4 separate regions of the Mus musculus genome follow, and regions 2, 3 and 4 are each linked to region 1. A link is a contact called in public ChIA-PET and Hi-C data. All regions are on one chromosome and are shown on one strand. Each heading gives the region's core, a stretch centred on a gene start, on an enhancer-like site or on the middle of the called end of the contact. The rest is flanking DNA. Distances are from core to core; before and after follow the strand shown. Region 1 holds the start of Bcor (BCL6 interacting corepressor). Region 2 has its middle 110 kb from the start of Gm39494. Region 3 holds the start of Med14 (mediator complex subunit 14). Region 4 has its middle 45 kb from the start of H2al1a.

Region 1 (2,700 bases), core at 125-2,624:
TCAAACTGGAGCGGTGTTCGTCCTTGAGGCTCTGCATTCCGGGGAGGCCTGAACCTCGCTTCTCGGCTTCCCCCTTTCGCTTGCCTGCCCTTCCCCGCCCCCCATCCCCCCCTGGCGCCCAGAGCTGCTCCTGGTGCGTAGGAGAAGCTCGATACGTGTCAATTGGATTGAACTGCTGCGGGCGCAGGCTGTACACTGCCGCCGAGCCTTGATCTGCACGACGTTACCGAGTGAAAATTTATGGGCTGAACGGTGAAGCCAAAAGTTGTTCCCGGCCAAGTAAAATAAAACGCGGGAGATACTCTCACGAGGCCGAGGTGAGAGACGAGGGCAGACCTTCCAGCCATCGGAGGTCCGGACTGTGAAATGCTTAAGAACTGGGAGAAACTCAGGCTCATCCCAGGTCCCTTTATGGTCCTCCCACCCCCTTGTGTCCCCAAGAGCAGCCCCCCACCTCAACACAATTCCCACACAATTGAAATGTCCGGGGAGCAAGGGCGCGGAACTGCCACTGTTGCGGGTGGTGGTGTTTTCACGTAGCTCTTAGCGCCTTAAGGGGAAGTAGCTCCTCTGGGAAGAAGGGGCGAGGTGCGGTGGGGGTGGACGCCCACGCGCACTCAGGCTCTGCTGGGCTGGCTCTCGGAGGGGACGCTAGGCCGGGAGAGCGCAGCGCTGGTGGCGAGAGGAGGCAGTGGCGCCTGCCGCTGGGGTTTGACAGCTTTGGCTGAGAGGAGTGCGAGGCGCTTTATGGTAATTGCGGTCCTCCACTGGCCTTCTGGGTAGCAAGGGGAGTCTCGGCGCGCGGCAGGGAAAGCCTCCCCCGCCGCCCCGCCGCCCCGCCGCCCCCCATTCTTGGGGCTGGGGATTTGTTGGCCGACCTAGCCGTCGCCGCTGCGGAGTCGGTCTCCAATACCCTAGGACGTGAGCCCTGGCTGGGCGTGAATGCTAACTCGGCCGGAGCTGGGACGGAGAGGACAGAGGGCGGTAGAGTTGGGGGGGGGGTACGAGGACACGACCCGCCACCCAGGTGGTTTGGGGTTCAGATGTGGCGAGGCCCCAATGCACCCGGCTGGGAATCCGTGAGGGCCGGGGAAAGTCGGGCGAACCTTTCCTGGGGAATCACCCCCTCCCGAAACCCCACCGCGGAGGCGCCGCAGCGGAGGGTGAGCGGAGACTGGGGATCTCAAACTTGCGAGAGCTGGAGGCGGCGGCGGCGGCGGGCGGGCGGGCGGCTGTCGCTCGAGCGCTGCGCCTGAGGGGGGAGGGGAGGCGGCTGTTGGGAGGGAGGGAGGGAGGGCGGGCGGAGGGAGGGGGAGGAGGAAGAGGAGGGAACCTGGGAGGGGGGACGCGTTGGGATCGCGGCGTGCGGCAGCAGACGGAGCCTGAGCTCCCAGCGGCAAGGTGAGGCAGAGCTGCGCTCCGGGCCGAACGGCGACCGAGCTCTTCGGCCGAGGGGGAGACGCGCCGGAACCCAGAGCACGACCGAGAGCGGGAGCGAGGCGGGCGGCGGTGGCGGAGGGGGAGCACGCGAGCCGCCGGGCGGAGAGCCCGAGCCGCGCTGTCGCCGCGGAGGGACGACTTGGCCAACACACTCGCTCACACACACTCACACACACACCCAGCCCGAGCGGGCGCTCTCGGCGAACCGTCAACATGGCGCTGGGGCTCTTGCCCGAGCGCGGGCGGCAGCGGCGGCGCGGGAGCTGCTGAGGGTGACAGAGCTCGGGCCAGCTGCGGGAGGAGAGGATCGCGCGGGGCCGTCGCCACCTGCCCTGAAGCTCGCAGCCCGCCCCGCCCCGCCCCACCCCCACGCGGCCCAGAGCCCACCCCTCCGCCGGGCCGACCCCGAGGGCAGCAGAGCGGCTGCAGTCGGCGGCGAGCGAGCGCGGCGCTGGGAGTGGACTGCGGGCACCAGAGGAAGCCAAACTTTGCTGCTCGCTGCGCTTTCCCGGCCGGGCTCCTTCACGTAGCCGCCCTCTCCCGACCCCGCACACATTCACCCAGCCAGCCGCCCCCGGATCTTCCTCGCCGCCTGGACTCCGCTCCGGGGAAAACTTCAAAGCGCCGGATCGCAGGGCTCCCTGCCTACTTCCCGACTGGGGATTTCAGGTCAGTGCCCGGAACACCTTTCCCCGGGGGCCGCGGGCGGGCTGGCGCGCCGGGGACTGCAGCCGACCTCCTCCCTCCGAGGGTTTCTCCTCCGACTTCGGTAGACCCCCGTTGGGAGGCTTAGCTACCTTGCTCGCTTTCGGTTTTACATCAGAGCTGCAAGTTATTAAAAATGCAGCCAACCTAAGCGGCCCCCGCATGGGCACCAGGGAGGGAGGGACTCGACGGAGGACCTGCCGCCTCCCGAGGGGTTGGGAGGATCGGGAGTTGAACGAGTGGAAGTTTGCAGCCTCTGTGTGTCTGCGCGGGAGCGCGGTCGTCGCCGAGCGTCGGGAGTCAGGCGGGGGGGGGGGTGCTGGGCTGGAAGCTGGGAACCTCGTCTCGGCGTTACCTCGCTAGCAGGAAGGGGAGGGCGGCGGGTTCCCGTCTGCTTTCTTTTTCGACTCGGAAAAGAACTGTAAAAACCCCCAGCCGCCGCCGCTTCGTCTGGCCTCTCCTGGGGCCCGGCGGTGCCTCCGAGTGGAACGCCGGCTTGAGCGTGCGCTAGTGTGTGCGGCGGGCGCCTCGGACCGAGCCGAGCTCGACCTGCCG
Region 2 (2,700 bases), core at 134-2,633, 980 kb after region 1:
CAATCACTCAAAGGACCCATTTCCATAAGCCCCTTCTCCCCAGTTTCAGCACAGAGCACTAGCAAAGGCATGTGAACATCACTGAGTCTGTGCTGGCGGCTTCGCTCCTTTTCCTCCTAGCTACATACTCCTCCAGTGGGCTGTGCAACATGTCTGACCCTCAGTTTTCTCATCTGACAAATGGGGGTACAACAGCTGCCAAACCCATGCTCCAGGGGTGTTTGGTGAATACTGGGAGTGTTTGTGAAGGTCCTGTGCAGGTTGCAAAGCACCAAGTACCCTGCAGAGCTTCATTCTCTTTCTGTCCCCACTCTTTCATGAGATTGTTCAAAGTAAGACTCACCCATTCCTGGGTGCCTAGCAAGTGCCTCTTCTACCTGTCAGATAGCAACATGGGAGAAAAAATGCAAAGCGTACTTGACTCTTGAGGCTCTACTGAGAGAGCAAGGTTTCATGAGATTTGCTTTCCAGCCTGGGGTCAGCCAGTACAAGGCTTGATGATTTCCACCCAAGTCTGAAATGTCAGCTCTAAGCAGGAAGTCTAAACAAGCTAGCTTGTTTTTTATCTTACCCTCCCATAAGGCCTCCTTGGTCCTCTTCTCATGGACAAAACAGAAACGTGCATGTGCCTCTCAAAGGTCTGCTCAGGTCATATAGTGTTTCTTGGGAGCACGTGAAAACCCTGTGGGTTTACGTAGAGGTATGAGAGGTCATCTTCTGGGTTTTTAGCTTGGGCCTTAACATCTCCATAGCTGCTTGATACCGCTTATAACTGAGCACATCTCCCCCTTTGAATTGTTTCCCTTTACATACAGAGCACTCACCCTGAACATTGTTTCAGGGAAGTCCTCAGATATCCTATGCTAGAACGAGTACACGGAATCCTGAGCTCTCATAGCCTTACCTGTACAATGGGGCTGGCGGCTGCTTTGACTCTCATGGTGGGTCTGCCTACAAAGAGTACCTGCTAATTCACACGAAAGCCACCCATAACCTGTAAGAACGGCAGAGAGATAGACTCAAGCCAACTTTGATTTTGTTCAGTTTCACTCAGGGAACCAGGACATAAAATTCAGAAAGTAGGAGGTTATCAAAGAAGGGAAGGAAGCAGGGAAGGGAAGTTGGTGGTGGCAAGACAGCAGGGCACCCTTGGACTGGTAGCATAAGAGAACTTAAAGGGTCAGACTCGCAGACCAAGGTGTTCAAAGTCCAGTTGCATGATCTGGGCATCAAGGTTTACTTTCCATATGGGGCAGCAGATCCCTCATCCTTCAACCATTCTGAGACTCTAGACCTGAACTCTGCTGCTCTTCCTAAGAATCAAGACGGAATGATTCACTTCCTATCTCAGCCTCCCTAATCTCCCATCCGGCTTCTTCTCTTTGCCCTGCCCCAGGACTGCCACTCTGAGGTGAATCCTGGTACTGCCTCCTGCTCCACATAGACTGGAAGCCAGGGGATGGGAGGCTACTCAGCTGGCAGTGGTAGGCATGGAGCATTGTCTGGAGCCGCCAGACAGCACCTTGAGATGACAGACCATCTTCTCCAAGCCCCACAGGGCACACTGCAGCAACTTCTCAGTTGCCAACTGCTGAGGACTGCAGGCTTATCTGGGGTCAGGAGTGAGAGTGACAAGAAGTGGGGTGGTGGGTGAAGAGGAGGAAAAAGATGAAGAGAATAGGAAGGTGAAGGATGGAAAGAAAAAGAAAGGCAAGGAGAGAGGATGAGAAGGTGAAGATGAAAAGAAGTAGGCAGAAGGAGAGGCAGTGTGTGTGGGGGAACATGACATGGAGAAAGGGGTTGTCAGGAATGGAAGGAAATAGGGAGAAAGGAAGGAGACAATTTTATGTTTCTTGTGACTCAGTGCCACTCCCCCCTCACCATCCCATGAAGAATTTTGTAAAAAAAAGAAACCACAGAAAAGCAAGTGTAAGAAAAGGGGTCTGGAGAGAAAGCCAGGTACCTGAGAGACTTCTGAAGCCTACATTGCACCCTAGAATTTGGGAGGAGCAAAATTGTGGCCAGCTGAGGATCTGACCAGGTCTGTGAGAGAACCTGGAAATACAGTTTCAAAGCTCATTCTTGTCTGTTCTGTCTAGGATGCTCAGTTAGCCGGTGGCAATCTGTGCTTAGCAATAGGTGCCATGTTTATAAAATGGGGATCATGTAAATTCATGCTTTACAGCGATGTAAAAGTTAAATTAAGTGAGGCAAACAACAACAAAGGAATATGCCCGTGGGAGATGCAGCTGGTGTCCCATCCTTCAGCTGCTAACACTGGTCCACACCTTCCCAGGATGGGATGGGAGCCCTCTTGTCCCTAAACACTTGATTAGCTATTGCCTCTGCCCTTTGAACAGTAAAGGGTGATGGGGGAGGGGGTAAAAATCCCACATTCCTTTTCCGAAGAGAGGCAGCTGTGTGGTACCTGCACACTTCAGTATTATCTATTCAGTTCCTTTCTAGGACTCTGTTTCTAGGGAACCCCATCAAAGGCCGAACCGTCTGAATAAGCTGAGACTAAGAATAGGCTTGCATTTCTGAATTGGGTCTCCTGGAGACAGGAGGACTACAGACAGTACTGGCCCTTCCAAAAGGAGCCATGGTAAGTATGTGTGTTTGCCTTTGGCAGGTGTCAGACTGTCCTGGGTTGGGCTCTCTACTCCAAGGAGGACAGAAAGAGAAAGTTGAGTGGGAGTC
Region 3 (2,700 bases), core at 171-2,670, 680 kb before region 1:
AAAATAGCTGGGGATATAAAGGCAGAATGTTTGCCTACTATAGGCAAGGATTTGGTTGGATTCAATCCTTAGTCCTGCAAAAGGCAATGTTGTGGCAGGAGGTGGTGGTATATTCTAGCTGTCACCACAAAGAATAAAGTATGAGAGGTGATCAAAGTCAATGAGTCCGATTTGTTCATTCGGGAGTGTATTCATGCACTGTACCCCATAAACATATGCAATTTAACACTGTACCCCATAAATACATGATTTATCAATCTGAAAAATGGATGAGGTAGTGGAGGAGCTTGTGATCCCAATTACTTTGAGCTCAAGAGCTAAAAAATGCCAGCCCCGACAACACAGTGAGACCAAGAATCAAGAGCACTGCAATTGTACAAGTGGAGAACAAAGAGAATTGTCTAACCTTACGATCAGCATGAGCATCTGTTACACCTGCGAGAGATGAAGCTGCAAAACGATGTTTAGGTAGGGTCACAAAAATAGACGCTTTTAACAGTTAATTTTTCCGTGACTTGTGCGTGAGAATAGCTAGGTTACTAAACAAAAAACAAAAATAAACGCACACAAAAAAACTTTCGAAGCCCAGACATCACGAAAGACCAATTGCTTCCGAATCTATGGAGGTGGAGGGAACCCACAGACATGTTTAAAGGCTTGCAGTTCGTTTCAAACAGAAGCCAAGATTAGAAAACAGACAAAACATGTGGATTTTGGGAGAAAGAGGCTGTAGTTGGAAAGATGAAAACCCAGGCAGGATAGGGCGGCTACTGCAAGGGCAGGGACAAAAGCCAAGAACACCAGCAAAGGATTTAAGGACTACATGTGTTTCAATGTTGGGCTTTGGGTGACAGCAAAGGCGCGGCACACAGGAGACTGCATTCAAATGACGTTATTGTGTCGTTGCTCTTGTCCCACAATTGACAAAAAAAAAAAAGGAAAAAGGAAAAAAAGAGACTGTAACGTTTTCTCCCACGCGTCGCGCCAGGGTCGCCTATGGGCGGAGCGTGCGTTGGACAGTCACAGCGCGCGGTCGCCGCAGGCCGCCTTTTTGGGGCCCCGAGAGGAGAGACGGGTGGTTTCTCCGCCAACCCTTCTCCGTTCACCGTCCCGCTGCGGTCGCCTAGGCGGGGAAAAAGAGCGCTTAGGGACCACTGACGTTACTGTGACGCGGCCGCTGGACTGGCGGCGCGGCTTCCGGCGCCTTGCGCCCACCCCCCTTTCCGCTTTCCCGCCCACGCACCTCCTGGCTCCGCCCCTCTCCCACGCACCCCCTCCTCCTGTCCCCCAGAACAGCACAGCGCGGGGAACGGTCGCAGGTTGCCTTTGGAAAGGGCCTCCCGCGGGTTCCCCTTCCGTTCTGCCTGGCGACTTCCGCTCTCGGCCCAGCAACATGGACGCTATAACCCGCCGGCCGGGCGGCCGCTGAGCAGTCGCGGAAGCTTCCCCACTTGAGTGGCGGCCGGCCCGCCTCTCTGCCCTCCCGCCCCACGCTCGCCTCCCTGCGGCCGGCCGGCCCGGCCCTACATGGGGGCGGGCCTCCGCAGCTTGGGCTCGGCTTCCTGTTCAGAGGCGGCCTGGCGCTAGGCGGCGGCCACTCTGCCCGCGCCCGCCTCGGTGCGGTCACCGAGCCCGGGAGGAGGCTCCAGGGCCGCATCTCAGGCGGTTGCCCCGAGCCGGGCTGTACGCCGCCATGGCCCCAGTGCAGCTGGACAACCACCAGCTGATCCCTCCTGGCGGCGGCGGTGGCAGCAGCGGCGGCGGAGGCAGCAGCAGCGGCTCCGCGTCTGCCCCGGCTCCCCCGCCGCCCGCAGCCGCTGTGGCGGCGGCAGCTGCGGCGGCAGCTAGCCCTGGATACCGGCTTAGCACGCTCATCGAATTTCTGCTCCACCGGGCCTACTCGGAGCTTATGGTGTTGACGGACTTGTAAGTGCTGCGAACCCATGCCTGCTTCCCGGCTCCTCACTTGCCCTTCCCGCCTTCAAGAGAGGCTTATGCTTGCCATTTACTGAGCTAGGCTGCTGAGCGTAGAATTTGGAAATTCATGGGGTTTAGGTTCTGGGGACAGGGAGGAGGTAACTATTGGGGATCTGGTTGACGATGAAAGCACGGAGACTGGTTAGTTTCGCATGTTAACACTTGCGCTGAAGATTGTCTTTGGGATTTTTGTCTTGAGTTCCCAACAGAAGTGTATTAATTTCTATGTGGAATATTTTCTAAAAACCTAAGTCGAAGAGTAAGCATTGAGGACTACGTAGAATTCGAACTGAACGGGATTTTCAACGAAGGGAAATGTTTTACATCTTTTTTGACAATGTTTTAAATGAAGGTTGCAATTGTTTCTCTTAAAATGCCGGAGGTCGATTCTGTGTAAAACAATTACATTATAAATTCTGATTCTTTCTGCAACATTTGAAAGCGTGTTAAGTCTTTATGGATGTAGTGAAAGTAGAATACTTTTTTTCTAATGAGCCTCCGGGTTTCAGTCTAGTTACCTATGAAATGCCTTGGGGCGTGATTAGGGTGTTAATACCTTCAGAGTACAAGCCGACTACACGGATGGTTCACTATGTGAATAAAAGGTACTAGGAAAATTTGAAACTCTTTAGCATCTTCTACCTGAGGTCCATAAAAGTTTTCTTTTTACCTATTGTTAGGCTCCCTCAGGTTTCCAGGGAAATACGTTAGTATGTAGACGCT
Region 4 (2,728 bases), core at 75-2,574, 830 kb after region 1:
AGGCTTAGGGAACAGGTCTGTAGCAGAATCGGATTTGAACTGAAGTCTGTGGGTCCCGTTGCTGGGGGATCCTAGATCTTTGCTCCCATAGAGCCCTCCCAGGCCCCTCCCTTCTCCTTTGACTGCTCCTCTCAGCATCTGCATCAGGGGTTACTCCTTCCCCAGGGGAGTGCCTGGCTGGGATGCCTGCCTTCCCTCTTGGACCCCACTTCACCTTGGTCCCCTGGACTCTTACAAGCCACTCTTCATCTGACAGTACAGCCTGGCCTGGCACTGTCTGGGCACCTGCAATGGTGGAATATGTCTACATGTTGGTATTTTGATGGCATTGCCTCCCATCTCACAGGCAGGTCCTGAATATGCAGCATCTTTCCCTTTCTTCCTGCTCCTGTCAGGCCCCATCATTCACTTGATTTAGGCCACAACATCCCATTTAGTTGCACATCAGCCATTGGTCACAAAATTCCCTATAGCTGGAGTAGGGCCTTAACGAACTCTCATCAACAATGCAAGGCCTAGTGGCTACTGGCCTCCTCTTCATCTCCTGCCTCCCCCTGCCTTCCCCTCCTGCCTCAGCCCTCAGGGACCACAATGGGGAAATTGTCCTGTAATCGCATTTTACATGCACGTGGATCGAGTCACTTCTCTCATCTGGTTATCTTTGGAAACACTGGGAGGGAAGAGGATATTAAAGAAAATCCTCCTTTGCTTCCATCTTGAAAAAAAAAAAAAGGCAGCCCATTTTGAGTCACTACCTTATCTTTAAAGAAACCCGACATGGAAAAGGCAGGGCGATACGATCTATGACTTCATCAGCTTGTCCTCTGAAGTTGTTTTAAGCTTTCCCATCCCCCTATAGGCCCCTTCATTTCCTGTTTTCAATCTCTAATAGCAAGGAATACACAGTCTCTCAGAGCTAAGTGAGCATTGCTGGTGGTAGCGGTGGGAGGCGGGGGTTGGGGAGGTGGTGGTGGGGGGGGGATGCTGCGTCAGTGCAGGAAGCTGACCAGAGAGGAAGCTTTTAAAGTCCAAACTGGAATCTGGCCGCAAGTTAGGAAATGGTTTGAATTCACATTTTATTTTTCCCTTCACTTTGTGGTCAGCGACTCTGCTTGCTTCGTGCTCTCAGAAGAACTGCTGATTGGGAAGACCTTAACTGCAATTTAAAAACTGCAAAAGGTTTCAACAGAAAAGGAAAGGAAGACTTTTGCATTTCATAACAGGAATTTTCAGCGACTTCTTTCAAGATGCTCCAAATGCCTCCCAGACGCTCTTGCGTCAGCTCTTGCCTCCTCCCACGGTCGAGGCCATGGAACTGGTACCATCTGAATCATTACATGCAGGGGAAAACAGAGACACCCACTTGTTCCTGCTTACCCAGCAAGTCAGCACAACATTGTGACAGTTGTTTTCCCAGGCCCAACCAGCTTTGGGTGTTGTGTGTGTGTGTGTGTGTGTGTGTGTGTGTGTGTGTGTGCCACCCAAGTACTTGTATGAGTACATGCATAGGATCAGGGTAATAATTACAGTGTCAAGAGGAAAGAAAAGCCACCTACCTCTGGCTCTGGTTGTCATTTGTGGAGGTGGAGTTCCTGAGTTCTGGTTTGTGCTCCATCTTTTCTGTCAGTAGAAGGGTCTTTGGGTGGGCTGTTATTGGTTGCCATGGTAATAGTGCCAGCCATTCTCTTGTCAGTCAGAGAATGACATCCACTGAAGGGGCATCACAGAAAGACGTTCCCATCTGCCAAGCTCATTTGAGGGGCTGAGCACATGGTGCCTTCCCTGAAAATCAATTCTCTGGGGGTCCCAAGTTCTTTCGAAACCCTCAACTGGCTTTCTACTTCTTAGTTCTCATCTTCACTACATCTGTGTGGGGCCTGAGCATACATATACAGACCTCAGGTTAGAGAGCAAAGCTGCCACCTACTGCTGAAGGGTAGACTTCTCTGGCATGTGTCTGAGGCCAGAGTTTGAGTCCTCTTGCCTGAAAAGCTGATGTGGGACAGGACTGGTCCCTTGTTCTAAGGAACATAGTAGGCATTGTCAATATACTGCTCATATACCCTTGCCCATCCCACGTTAGTGAATGTGAGGAGAGGGCAAGAAAAAAACGGGAGAGGCAGAACACCAAGAGTAGTGGCCAAAAGGCCTAAAGGTCTGCATAACCAAAATGGCTGGATTATATAGCAATCCGAGAAGCTGGTGGAACGAAAAGTCAGGCACAGTCCATGGCCTGGAGAGGTTTAGGATAGGGGGTAGGGTATGCCAGCCAGAAGGATCCTGTAGCCAGGTAGGGACTGAGGGATGCTGGGAGAACTTGATGGCCAACATTCAATTTGATATGTTAATAGGCACCTCAGTTAGCCATTCAAAACCTACCAGTGAGTGCCTCTTGCTATAGTTTGGATGAGTGTCCCTTAAAAGTCCATAAGTAAAAGAGTGGTTCCCATTATGGAGATATTGGGAGACAGTGTGCACCTTTAAGAGGTGAAGCCTAAAGGGAGGTCCTTATGTCAATGTTGCTGTAACCTACCCCTATGCTTCTCAGTTGGCGACATGAGCATCTCCTGAATGTCTTCCAGACAGACCTTCTTGCTATTATGTGCCCGCTTCCCTCACTGTTGGTATAAATGGGGCTACCCAGTTTTAGACACTAACATCTACAACCATGAGCCTAAACAAACCTCTCTGTTCTAGCTTGCTTTCCATAGTTGTGATAAACACCACA

What was found. A called contact is a pair of places that touch in the nucleus more often than the background predicts. ChIA-PET counts read pairs in DNA pulled down with a chosen protein or histone mark.
Region 2: a Hi-C map of cerebral cortex shows a contact between it and region 1, with 5 times the contacts expected there. The contact joins the enhancer-like site here to the promoter of Bcor in region 1. A contact is called at or near these places in 1 of 484 Hi-C or Micro-C datasets (cerebral cortex) and 6 of 115 datasets of contacts at active chromatin or transcription factors (embryonic forebrain, embryonic hindbrain, embryonic midbrain and 3 more).
Region 3: an RNA polymerase II ChIA-PET map of memory CD8 T cells shows a contact between it and region 1, with 11 read pairs. The contact joins the promoter of Med14 here to the promoter of Bcor in region 1.
Region 4: a contact with region 1 is called in a Hi-C map of cerebral cortex, with 4 times the contacts expected there. The contact joins the enhancer-like site here to the promoter of Bcor in region 1. A contact is called at or near these places in 2 of 484 Hi-C or Micro-C datasets (cerebral cortex and uterus) and 6 of 115 datasets of contacts at active chromatin or transcription factors (T-cell acute lymphoblastic leukemia, craniofacial prominence, embryonic forebrain and 3 more).

What each region holds. Positions count from the first base shown.
Region 1 is chrX:12,079,227-12,081,926 of GRCm38.p6, reverse strand. Bcor (BCL6 interacting corepressor) reads left to right here and starts at 1,374. Exons shown (of 15, transcript NM_029510.3): 1 at 1,374-2,109.
Region 2 is chrX:11,099,849-11,102,548 of GRCm38.p6, reverse strand. No RefSeq gene overlaps it. Among named protein-coding and RNA genes, the nearest start is that of Gm39494, 110 kb to the right of the region's middle. Within about 2 kb of position 1,383, at least 3 of the 459 cell types and tissues checked have an H3K27ac peak or open chromatin away from gene starts, as enhancers often do. A contact at or near this core is called in cerebral cortex, where this site is marked.
Region 3 is chrX:12,760,693-12,763,392 of GRCm38.p6, reverse strand. Med14 (mediator complex subunit 14) reads left to right here and starts at 1,420. Exons shown (of 31, transcript NM_001048208.1): 1 at 1,420-1,926. The coding sequence starts at 1,694. It overlaps Gm14634 (predicted gene 14634), which reads right to left and starts at 1,115. Exons shown (of 5, transcript NR_045852.1): 1 at 407-1,115.
Region 4 is chrX:11,252,872-11,255,599 of GRCm38.p6, reverse strand. No RefSeq gene overlaps it. Among named protein-coding and RNA genes, the nearest start is that of H2al1a, 45 kb to the left of the region's middle. Within about 2 kb of position 1,324, at least 28 of the 459 cell types and tissues checked have an H3K27ac peak or open chromatin away from gene starts, as enhancers often do. A contact at or near this core is called in cerebral cortex and uterus, where this site is marked.